Linked DNA regions of Triticum aestivum: region 1 is linked to region 2. The links are chromatin contacts, called in public Hi-C maps. All regions are on one chromosome and are shown on one strand. Each heading gives the region's core, a stretch centred on a gene start, on an enhancer-like site or on the middle of the called end of the contact. The rest is flanking DNA. Distances are from core to core; before and after follow the strand shown.

Region 1 (5,569 bases), core at 1,528-4,027, 770 kb after region 2:
GGGATCACCGGGAGGCGTGGCTTGAACGGAGGGCCTCTGGCTCGACTCATGCCCAACAAGCAAAGATAAGGTACCAGAAAAGATCAAGCCTTCTCTTTAGGGATTAGCAAAGTGCTCATTGCCAACGACAAACGTACGATGTCACTCGAACATGGAGCCAGGTAACGGGCGCACATTGTATGGGGAGGACTCTTGGATGCACTCTCTAATCGTCTGCAACGTTGCATATTATGTGTGGGAGTTGGCAGATGAGTGTCTAGTAGAGCACATAAGTATGTCAGCTAAGCAGTACCCACACGACTTCATCAATACCACGATTGAGACCTTGAGAATAGAGGAACACGTGACGTGCTTCATTACCTTGTGGTCCATATTGTTTGCAAGATGTAAAGCTTTACATGAAGAGATCTACTAGCCCCCTTTGTCGGGTCATCCATTTGTCCAGAGCTACATAAATAACATGGAACTGGTAGAACATAATAGCAGGGAAGAAAGCTTTCTACACCAACGATGGTCGAGGAAAACTAGACTACCCCATTGATGGGAGTGATCAAAACTAAGGCCGATGCCGCGGTGGGGAAGAACCGACGAACCAACATACAGATTCAGTAGCTGTTGTTGTGAGAGATAGCAATGGAGCCTATAAAGGACCCTCACCACCTGTTTTTGAGGGGCAAATACAGCCAAAAATGCTTGAAGTCCTAGCTTGTAAACAAGCTCCATGCCTCAGTGTGGAGATTGTCGCTCAGAAGATTTTGGTAGCCAGTGATTGTCAAGGAGCAGTTAGATTTCCAAAGGAAGGAACTAAGTGTGCTTATGCCCATATCACACATGACACCGGAGAAGTTGCTCTCTTTTGTGAGTGTAGAGATCATCTTTGAAGGCCAATCGAGAAACACACTCTCTAACTCATAGATTCATCCAAGAGGTTGCATGTATGGCTAATCCACCCCCGAGGCAGTTCATCTCCTTGTAATCATAAACTTTAATTAAGGATGATGCTGATTTTTTTAAAAAAATGTGTGTTTGTATTTTTTTGAATTTCTCAAGTTTACAACTTCATCAGAGCATCTATGGTCGGACTTGAGAAATTCGGTCCCTCAAACGCCCGCCGACGTGACCGAGCGCGTCTGCAAGGACTAACCGGTCACACCTCATACTTTGTGCTATGCATCCGACTCTCTCATTTTTCATCCCCTAAATGCATATAAACCATGCAAAAAAAAATCTATGTACTATGCATATCATGTTAGCCTAACTACCGCTCGTCGTCGGAGATGTCCACGACGAAGGTGCCGAGCACCGGGTAGATGGGCGCGAAGGAGGCCTCCTCCTCCTCCTCATCCATATACTCAACCATGTCATCGGCTTCCGCGACGTTCTTTGCCTTCGCCTCGTGCAGACGACGTCGATTGGCCTCCTCCTCTGATTTCGACAGGAGGGAATCGAGGATCGCCTGTTGCTCCGCGTCCCCCACATCCTCCTCCTGCTCCTTCTGCTCGCCCTCCCCGTCCTCCTCCTACTCCTTCTGCTCGCCCTCCCCGTCCTCCTCCTCCTCCTCCTCCTCCAAGTCCTTCACTGGATCCACCGCATCCGAAGGTAGCCTTGCGGCGATCCGGGCTTCACACCTTGCCGAATCTTCTCAAGGAGCTGTAGTCGGCGCTCCGGCGTTAGGTATGGGTAGCTCCTTACCTGGAGGCATGGGGGCATGGCTACTAGTGGTGGCGGACGATGATTAGAAAGTGGCAGCGGCGGCGAGCGAGAGGGAGGAAATGTGGACGGGTAGGGTTTCGGTGCCGGCGATCGGCTTAAATAGCCAAGTTAGGGCACTATGCAGCTGCCAGAGCGGCGCCACGCTGTGCCATCCGTCCGACGAAGGAGGCGAGATTCAGACCATCGAGCTTCAGAGTATTTTCTTATGGGACCCCATATCCGTCCCATATTTAAACTAGATATGAGGGGTTCCAGTTAACCCGGGAGTTTGAGACCGGTTTGAGGTGCCCGTCTGGGATGTTTTTCTTTTACCGGTCACTGACCAGGCAGGCCGCCCGGGCGTTTGAGGCTGGCTTGGGGTGCTCGACTGTAGATGCTCTTAGTCAGAAAATTTGTTGACTTTCTCAAAGGTGCTCACCCTCCTCCTCCTTCTGCTCGCCCTCCCCCTCCTCCTCCTCCTCCTCCTCCAAGTCCTTCACTAGATCCACCGCGTCCGAAGGTAGCCTTGCGGCGATCCGGGCTTCACACCTTGCTGAATCTGCTCAAGGAGCTGCAGTCGGCGCTCCGATATTAGGTATGGGTAGCTCTTTACCTAGAGGCATGGGGGCATGGCTACTAGTGGTAGCGGACGACTGGAAAGTGGCAGCGGCGGCGGGCGGGCGGGAGGAAATGTGGACGAGTAGGGTTTCGGTGCCGGCGATCGGCTTAAATAGCCGAGTTATGGCACTACGCAGCCTGCCATAGCGGCGCCACGCTGTGCCATCTGTCCGACGTAGGAGACGAGATTCAGACCATCGAGTTTCGAAGTATTTTCATGTGGCCATATCCGTCCCATATTTAAGCTAGATATGAGGGGTTCCGGTTAAACAGGGAGTTTGAGGCCGGTTTGAGGCGCCCGTCTGGGATGTTTTTTTTACCGGCCAGGCAGGCAGCCCGGGCATTTGAGGCGGGCTTGGGTGCCCAACTGCAGATGCTCTTAGTCAGAAAATTTGCTGACTTTGTCAAAGGTGCTCACAAATGTAAGTTACATGTGCGTGTATACAAATACAAGTGTCTGCGTCTATTCTTACATTTGTGAAAAAGAAAAATTAAAGACGTAGCGGTGCTTAACCATGGAGTAAGCCCCGGGAGCGAGCCGGCACATGCGTTTGCAATTGCACACCAGCCACTCCAAGTGTACCTGACCTGAGGACAGGGACCCCGCTTCGCGAGGAGAGGAGATCACAAGGTTCAGACTTGAGATCCGGAATGGTAAGCTTCCCCGCCTCAAATCTCTTCTAGGGTTTTGCTTCCGCCCCCCTGACTCGGGAGATGCCGTTGGCGCGATGCAGGCGTCGATCTCGAGCCCGCTGCCGGTGGCCTGGTACCCCGCGCTAGCCGTCCTCACGGTCGCCGTCGGCCTCATGCTCACCGCCTCCTTCTTCATGTGCGTGAGCAACCAACCCCTGCCTCTCCTCTTCTTCTCTCCTCCGCTCCGCTCCGCTCGTGCTTGATTCGGGTACTTGGATGTGAATTGTTCAGTGACCCAGTGGCGATTGGTTCTCGAGTCGTCGACCTGCAAGTAGAGCCGCTTATTGGCTGTTAGGATGTAGTACTATCGGATGTACGAGTAGAAAACACCAACATATTACAGGGGCACTAGTAACACAGCTACACATTGGCACTTGCATTCTATAAGTTGCACAGTTAGTGTTCAGTGCAGATGCATCAATTCACTCTTGTTTGGTACATGTGCTTCTCGTGCTCGCGCCTACTAGTGGCAATTTGCTATTGGACCTCAGGGAAAATTTGTGTGCTGCCTACATGCGCTACTGTTGTTTGGTACATGTTTTATTCTCTCTTTTTACTGACGTTTCACAACTCAATTTGCGCGTGGGTTATCGGGTATATGTTTGCAGTTCCTTGGTTGTGAGGCGAAGCAACTTCGTTCTTCGTTCATGTTGAATTACAGAGGACCATTCATAGATATGGTTATATACTTATAGATTAGTCCGTTGACAAAAGACTACCCACCATTTTGTTGATTCTTTGATCTCTCTATATGCCAGTTATGAAGCGACCGTATCCACGCGCAGCCGAAGCTTAGCCAAGGAGCTCACCACCGCAGCTGTTGCTTCCGTTTTTCTGGTGAGCCCACTAAAATGCTGATTGTTTCATCAGTTCGTATGTAGAGCTGGTTGACATATTTACGAAATTTGCTTTGTTTGTTTCACAGGGTTTTGGATCTCTTTTTGTTCTCCTGGCAAGTGGTGTTTATGTCTGACAAGGGACTTGCAGCCTATACCTACATGGACATCCAAGAATTTCTCTAGGGGAAAGGACATCAAAGATTGAAAATTCGTGTTTACATGTAGTCTTGTATTTAGAAGTTTATTTCAGTTAACCCTCGCTTCTCATGTTACATGACATATTACTATCATAATACAAATACTGAATAGAAATATTGAGGTGCCTGTAGTTATTGCCTGCAAACTGAAGCAAAGTTAACTTTTATCAGTTTCGTACTGGTACTAACACCAGATTCATTCAGTGGAAGAACATTCTTTGATATTATAGGTGACCTACACATTCACACCCAAACCTTACTTGCTATATGTAATCTGGTCCAAAGTTCAATCCAAGCATGACCTGCATTATTTGTTCTGGCTTAAAGGATTCTGTAACCTGTGTGCATAACGTTGCTCACTAGCAGCATATGTGCACCAACACAATATAACAATAGTAGACAACAGATGAACCAACAAAACATTTCAAACAACTATTTGCACCACATTCAATTCAGTTTCAAACCACCATGACATAATACCGGAGAACTCAACAAGTTTCAATCCCACAAAACGATTCACCAACGATAGAAAAAAAAGAAGTCTAGATAGCCATCTGTGCACCATATCCAACTACGGAATTGCTCACAGGAGGTCAGCGACGTCGGAGGGTAACTTTGCCAACTGAGTATTGCAGAACCTTTGGATGTCAGACAGAACACGCTCATCAGCACGAGCAACGAAGCTGATAGCGACACCAATCCCTCCAGGCTGTCCACTTCGTCGAACATGACGAAGGTATTGTACTGGTTGTGTTGGCAGATCATAGTTGATGACAACAGGGACCTGCACCGCGTTGGCACCACGAATGTCGGTGGTGACGAGGACACGGGATGATCCTGACCGGAGATCCTGGACGGCAACATCTCTGGCATGCTGGTCCATACCACCATGGCTTGCCGAGACGGTGTACCCCCTGCCACTGATCTTTTCGGCTAGTGACTCAACCTTCCGACGTGCGTTGACAAAGATGATGTTTTGCGTGACCACCTGTGACGCCCCCGATTCAATCGTACACTAATCATGCACGCAAATGTGTACGATCAAGATCAGGGACTCACGGGAAAATATCACAACACAACTCTACAAATAAAAATAAGTCATACAAGCATCATATTACAAGCCAGGGGCCTCGAGGGCTCGAATACATGAGCTCGATCATAGACGAGTCAGCGGAAGCAACAATATCTGAGTACAGACATAAGTTAAACAAGTTGTCATAAGATGGCTAGCACAAACTGGGATACAGATCGAAGGAGGCGCAGGCCTCCTGCCTGGGATCCTCCTAACTACTCCAGGTCGTCGTCAGCGGGCTGCACGTAGTAGTAGGCACCTCCGGTGTAGTAGGGGTCGTCGTCGACGGTGGCGTCTGGCTCCTGGACTCCAGCATCTGGTTGCGACAACCAGGAAGAAGGAAAGGGGGAAAAAGGGGGGAGAAAGCAACCGTGAGTACTCATCCAAAGTACTCGCAAGCAAGGAACTACACTACATATGCATGGGTATATGTGTAAGTAGGCCATATCAGTGGACTG
Region 2 (5,665 bases), core at 2,906-5,405:
AGCAAAGATCAGCTGGCAGCTCGCCCGAGAGATTATTGTTGCAGACCTCAAGATTGCCTAGTGGTGAGTGCTTACCAAGCTCTGGTGGAAGGGAACCAGATAACATGTTCTCAAATAGCCGGATGTCTCTGAGATTCGGCAGCAAGCCAATGCTCGGCGGTATTGACCCATGAAGTTGATTCGTGTAGAGAAACAACACCGTAAGGTTGATGAGCCTACCAAAGTCATCTGGTATTGTCCCTGTTAGTTTGTTTGAGGACACATCAAGCTCCACCAAGTTTACGGCAGTGACACTGGATGAAATCTTGCCTGTGAAACCGTTGATATACATGTACAGGCACCGAAGCTTCTTATGCTGCCATACCCATGTCGGAATTGTGCCTTGCAGCATATTATTTGACACACTCAAGAGGCTGAGCTCTGTGAGGCTTGACAGGCTCTCAGGGATCTCACCTGTCATGTTCATACCTGACAGCCACAAGTATGTTAGGCGTGTCAACTTGCCAAACTCAACTGGAAATGGAGCTGGCAGAAATGGGTTTTCCGCTAGTGTCAGCACCACGAGGTTTGTCAGATTGCTGATGTCCTTTGCTGGGTAACTTCCGTTGAACTGATTGTTGTCGAGGAGCAGTGACTTGAGCTTCGGAAACCATCCAATGGATGGTGGAATTTTGCCCATGATATGGTTGGTTGATAAGTTGAGATGCTCTAGCTTTGCTGATAAACTGTGTATGTCAGCTGCGAGTTTCCCACCAAAGGCATTGTTGGAAAGGTCTAGGTACTTCAGATTGGAGCAATTGTAGAGTATGGTAGGGAATGAAGTAGAGAAGTTATTGGAGGAGAGGTCCAAGTAGGTAAGATTCTTGAGGAGGCAAAGGGATGGTGGGATTGGTTTCCTAAAGGTTTGCTGTGGAAGGGAAATGGCAGTGACCTCACCTTTTGTGCATGTAATTCCTCCCCAGCTGCAGTGGTCAGAGGAAGTAAGGTTCCATCTGCCAAGCACAGGTGAGCTCCCCCAGTATCTCTTGAGCCCCAGAAGGATTTGGTGTTCATCACTATATTGATATGTGGACTCTGGGTAAGATTTGGGTAGTAGTGAAATCAGTGCTGTGAGGAACAGCAAGAAGCTAACACAGTAATTGTTAGCCATGTCTGCTAAAACTTTTGGATTGAAAATCTCTTGCAAGCTTTGGGTGGAGAGGGGCAATGCATGGTGGACTCGCCTTTTGCAGTCTTCTCTTGACGTCTCCTGCTTACTGGTCAAGATGTCCTCCTCCACAAAAAACTAAAAAAGAGCTACCCATTATTTATCAACACTGGAACTATGTAATCGTCCTCCACATGTAATATCTCTCCCCGCCCTCCCTGTTATTAAGATATTATATGAAAGTCGAATTTATTCCACTCTCATTTGAGAGTGCGATACAAGGAGGTATTTTGTGTTTGGGAAAGTCCGAAGAAAAAATTATTTTGAATCTGCCTTTTCCTTCTTTCCCTTAAAAAAATAACTCAAGAAAAATCCAATTATTTACTCTACAAGAATTTTTTTATTTTGCTTTGCTTGGGAAAAATATCCAAGACAGTTAATCAGATATCTTGATGAATTTAGTTTCCTTTTCGACAACTTTCATTTGATTTATTTTATTTCTTATAAGCATTATGGTGATGGATAAGTCTGAGGCGTTTGGTTTGAGGAATTGGTCAGTGAATGGACGTAACCCACTTTGAGGAATTGAATGGGTTGCTCCATATCACCATCTCATCTTTCATAAAAGAATAAGTCTAATACTAAACAAGGGATTGGGTCATACAATGATGGACCAGCCCATCCTGTGATGAGCTAATTCGTCAAACAATCACACAATCAATACCCTCTGTGACCTGGCATTATAAGATACTCCCTCCGTTCACAATATAAGATGTTTTGAATATTTCAATATAGACTACATACAGACTGAAATGGGTGAATAAACACACTAAGACATGTCTATATACATCCGATTCACACAAAAGGTTAGAGCATCTTATGTTTGTGAACAGAGGGAGTATTTACTTGTCACGCTAGTGCATTTCGTTTTGTCTCCTAACAAAACAGTGTCTGGTATTTGAGTAACTGAGACCTCCGCTTCTTATAAGCCAGTGTAAGATAACACTAGACTTCTGGATCACCCCTACGGTGTCATTGCCTTGATATGGACATCAGAAGGTCATGTTGACGTTGACGCACTCTTCCTTAACCTGCGCAAAGAGCTCCGAGTTCAGATACCTCTCTGCACCACTGGAAAACATTGTCACAATCATCTTTCCCCTGTTCTCCTCTCTTGATGCAACCTGTCAGGAAGGGCATGAATCAGAGGACTGGATAAATAAGTGGATTTATATAGCCTTCACTGTACTATCTGCTAAAAAATAAAATCCTAGACTCTTGGGAAAAAAAGAGCTTGCCTTTAAGCAGGCAGCTGCATTTGCCCCTGAAGATATGCCAACAAGCAATCCTTCTTCCCTTGCCAATCTTCTAGCCATGTCCATAGCTTCTTGAGTAGTTACTGTTACAATTTCATCTATCTGGGATCTATCCAATATTTCTGGGACAAAACCAGGCCCTATTCCTAGGATGTTGTGGAAGGCTGGCTCGCCACCTACAGATCATAGGCAGGGAAGATCTTACTTATTTACAAGCAAAGAAAGGTAGCCAGGTTTATAACCAAACATGTATAGTAGGAATATCATTTATTCAATATATTTATCATAGTAGTAGTTTCTTGCCTGAAATCACTGGACTTTCAGCTGGTTCAACGCATATTAATTTTACAGATGGGTTCTTCGTCTTGAGATACCTCCCCACGCCTGTGATGGTGCCTCCTGAACCTGAAGCAGCTATAAATATGTCCACTTTGCCTGCTGTATCTTTCCATATCTCAGGTCCTAAGGACATTTAGTTCGATGCATTAGTGCTGAGGTTCAGTTTTTAGCCAGGAATCTTAAATAAAAATAAAGAGTAGAAATGTTGCATGGAAGTGTGATCCTGCAGAGGCCAACACCACATAGCAACATTTATTGCATATCATCCATCAATTTATTTCAACATCTTATAAGTTAGTCAGTCCGTAGTCTTCGACTGAGTTTTCCTTATAGTCAAACAATCTAAAGTTACTCAAACGCTACTGCTACTGCATCCAATTTAGTTCAAATATATTGTGTTACCACTTACCAGTCCATCTGAAGTGGGCATCGGGATTTGCAGGATTGGTGAATTGATCTAGAACATACACATCTTCCACATCCTTCTTCATCTGTTCTACCCTATCAAGTAAAGCTTTGAATCCATGCTGTACAGCATCTGCAGGAGACAAGCATGTTACCATCTGGCACGTGATATGAGGGGCATGGTACCTCAGCTCCTTACCAACTAATACCACTTCTACGCCAAGGTATCGCATCAGTATCTGCTTATCAAGCGAGAGTTTAGCAGGCATGAGGGCGATGAACTTGTATCCTTTCTGAGCAGCAATGAACGCCACGCCGATGCCAAGATTACCACTTGTGACCCCCAGCAGTGTTGTGATGCCAGGTGTGATCAAGCCTTTCTCCTCTGCATCTTCAATCAATCTGCAAATTTGTTCATCCATTCATATTGCTGTCGAGACTCATGACGTTACGTATGGTAGATTTGAGGTGAAGAATTTCTTCCTGGGAAGGAAAGTAAAAAAGAGCAGCCACCTGAGAGCACTCCGATCCTTCACAGAGGAAAGGGGCTGGTACGGCTCAATCTTCCCAATCAGCCGAGCACCTATGCTGTCTTTCTCAGTGATGTTTCTCAGTTCTATCAGTGGTGTCCAACCAATGAGCTGGAAGGCATAGAATTTACTTGCAGATTAAAGATAACAAGCTTTGTACAGTGAAGGAATAATGACTATATACAGAGAAAGTAGGCACCTGTGTGATGTTGGTGGCAATGCACTCCCCCTGCGAGGACAGCAGAGATGGTATCCCTTTCCTTCCTTCCTGTGGCTCCATTTCTCTGGTACTAACTCTGCAACAAATAAAACTACTAGAACTTAACAAGCTCGAATGTCTTGGACAAATGGATGAACAGAAGTATGAGGTACTCCAGCGTTCAATGATGTTATATAGCTGAGAAGTCCCATTCTGATGGTATACTACATGGATAAATTAATACTAAATTTGGAGGTTTCAGGGAAGTTTCCCTGAAACTTCCATCCAGATTTTTTTTAATTGAAGTCTGTTGACATATGACACTACATCAGTGTGCAGCATACCAATCAGATATCAAATTCAGAAACCACCGATTGGTTGGAAGCCTAGAACTTGGAACACAAGTTTCCCTGCATGCCAAGAAACCTCCTATGGGTTGGAAGCCTGGAACTTGGACCCCAAGTTTCCCTGCTTATAGAACAAGACAATCAACCATTATGCAGAGGGTAAGCAAATAATTTTAGAACACCGATAACGCCCACACGTGTGAGCGTTAAGGGATCTGGCCACACGTTTTTTATGGTGTCTAAGAGAATCAGCCCACACGTCTACGTGTGGGCAAAACAAGTAATGCCCACACGCCTCTTTTTTTGTCTCGCGGTCCCTCCCACACGCTTCCGTGTGGGCAAAATCGAAAAGGCCCACACGCCCGTACTCATGGTCCCGCATGCTTCACGTAACAGTCATCATGCGTCCTCGCAGTTGCCATGGTCCGGACCCTCTTCCATGTTCGTTTAACTGCAGTTGTCATGTTGCTGAGCTATAGTTGCCATGTCTGACAACTACAGTTGTCATGGTTGCTCAACTGCAGTTGCCATCTCAGGTCAAGTGCTGGATGCCATTTTTGGACAATTGCAGTTGTTGCCATGTATTGTCTGGTCTACTACAGTTGCTATGATTTGAAAAACTTTAGGGGTTGCCACCTACTAGCACTAGGCAGTTGCCATGTAGTACTATAAAAAAGGCATGTAAAAAAACATGTTCGGGTAAAGAGGGAGTTGCCATCTGCTTACAAGCAACTAGGGCAGTTGCCATGTACCCTGCAGAACACATGGCAACTCGAAGTAAAAAGTGAGAGTTGTCATCTGCTTACAAGCACGCTAGGACAGTTGCCATACACGCTGCAACACACATGGCAACTGACAGCTTTGGGTGTGGGAGAAGAGACGGGCGTGTGGGCGAACTGATAAACGCCCACACACCAGCCCTTTTGCATGCGTGAAAACTGGCTTGTGGGCGAACTGCTAAACGCCCACACCTCAGCCGCTCCGCATGGTGAAACGGGCATGTGGGTGACCGGATGAATGCCCACACACCAGCCCAGTCCTACCTGGCATAAAAAACCTGCTAGAACGCACCAGGATTCGTGCAGAAATGGTTGGACGAGGATCCATGCATGTAGGCGAGTTGCCAGAGGGCGTTAGTATTTCCGTAATTTTAATCTGAGCTGAACCATCGACCATCCTGCTGTATATATATGTTATTAAATACTCAAGGCAGTGATGGATTATTTCGCAATTTAGCAGGTCACAAAGTGCCAAATGTAGCCGTTGTTAGACTCTTGGTCTGTGACTTCGCTGCAAGTTGAGACGACTGGTTACGTATTCATGAACTGAAGATGCTGGGGTAATCAACACAGATTTGGCAAGCTTCCCTGCTCTCTTAAAAG

The links. Hi-C and Micro-C count contacts between places; a contact is called where the count stands out from the background.
Region 1: a Hi-C map of leaf shows a contact between it and region 2, with 5 times the contacts expected there. The contact joins the promoter of LOC123137030 here to the promoter of LOC123137025 in region 2. A contact is called at or near these places in 3 of 5 Hi-C or Micro-C datasets (all in leaf).

Annotation. Positions count from the first base shown.
Region 1 is chr6B:305,722,240-305,727,808 of IWGSC CS RefSeq v2.1, forward strand. It overlaps LOC123137030 (transmembrane protein 258), which reads left to right and starts at 2,778. Exons shown (of 4, transcript XM_044556567.1): 1 at 2,778-2,964; 2 at 3,045-3,139; 3 at 3,762-3,840; 4 at 3,929-4,154. The coding sequence starts at 2,962. The coding sequence ends at 3,976. It overlaps LOC123137029, which reads right to left. Exons shown (of 8, transcript XM_044556565.1): 8 at 4,491-5,027. The coding sequence ends at 4,623.
Region 2 is chr6B:304,950,236-304,955,900 of IWGSC CS RefSeq v2.1, forward strand. LOC123137025 (cysteine synthase) reads right to left here and starts at 4,156. Exons shown (of 7, transcript XM_044556559.1): 1 at 3,937-4,156; 2 at 3,721-3,848; 3 at 3,407-3,609; 4 at 3,212-3,340; 5 at 2,767-2,925; 6 at 2,446-2,639; 7 at 1,770-2,331. The coding sequence starts at 4,017. The coding sequence ends at 2,200. It also overlaps the pseudogene LOC123137024.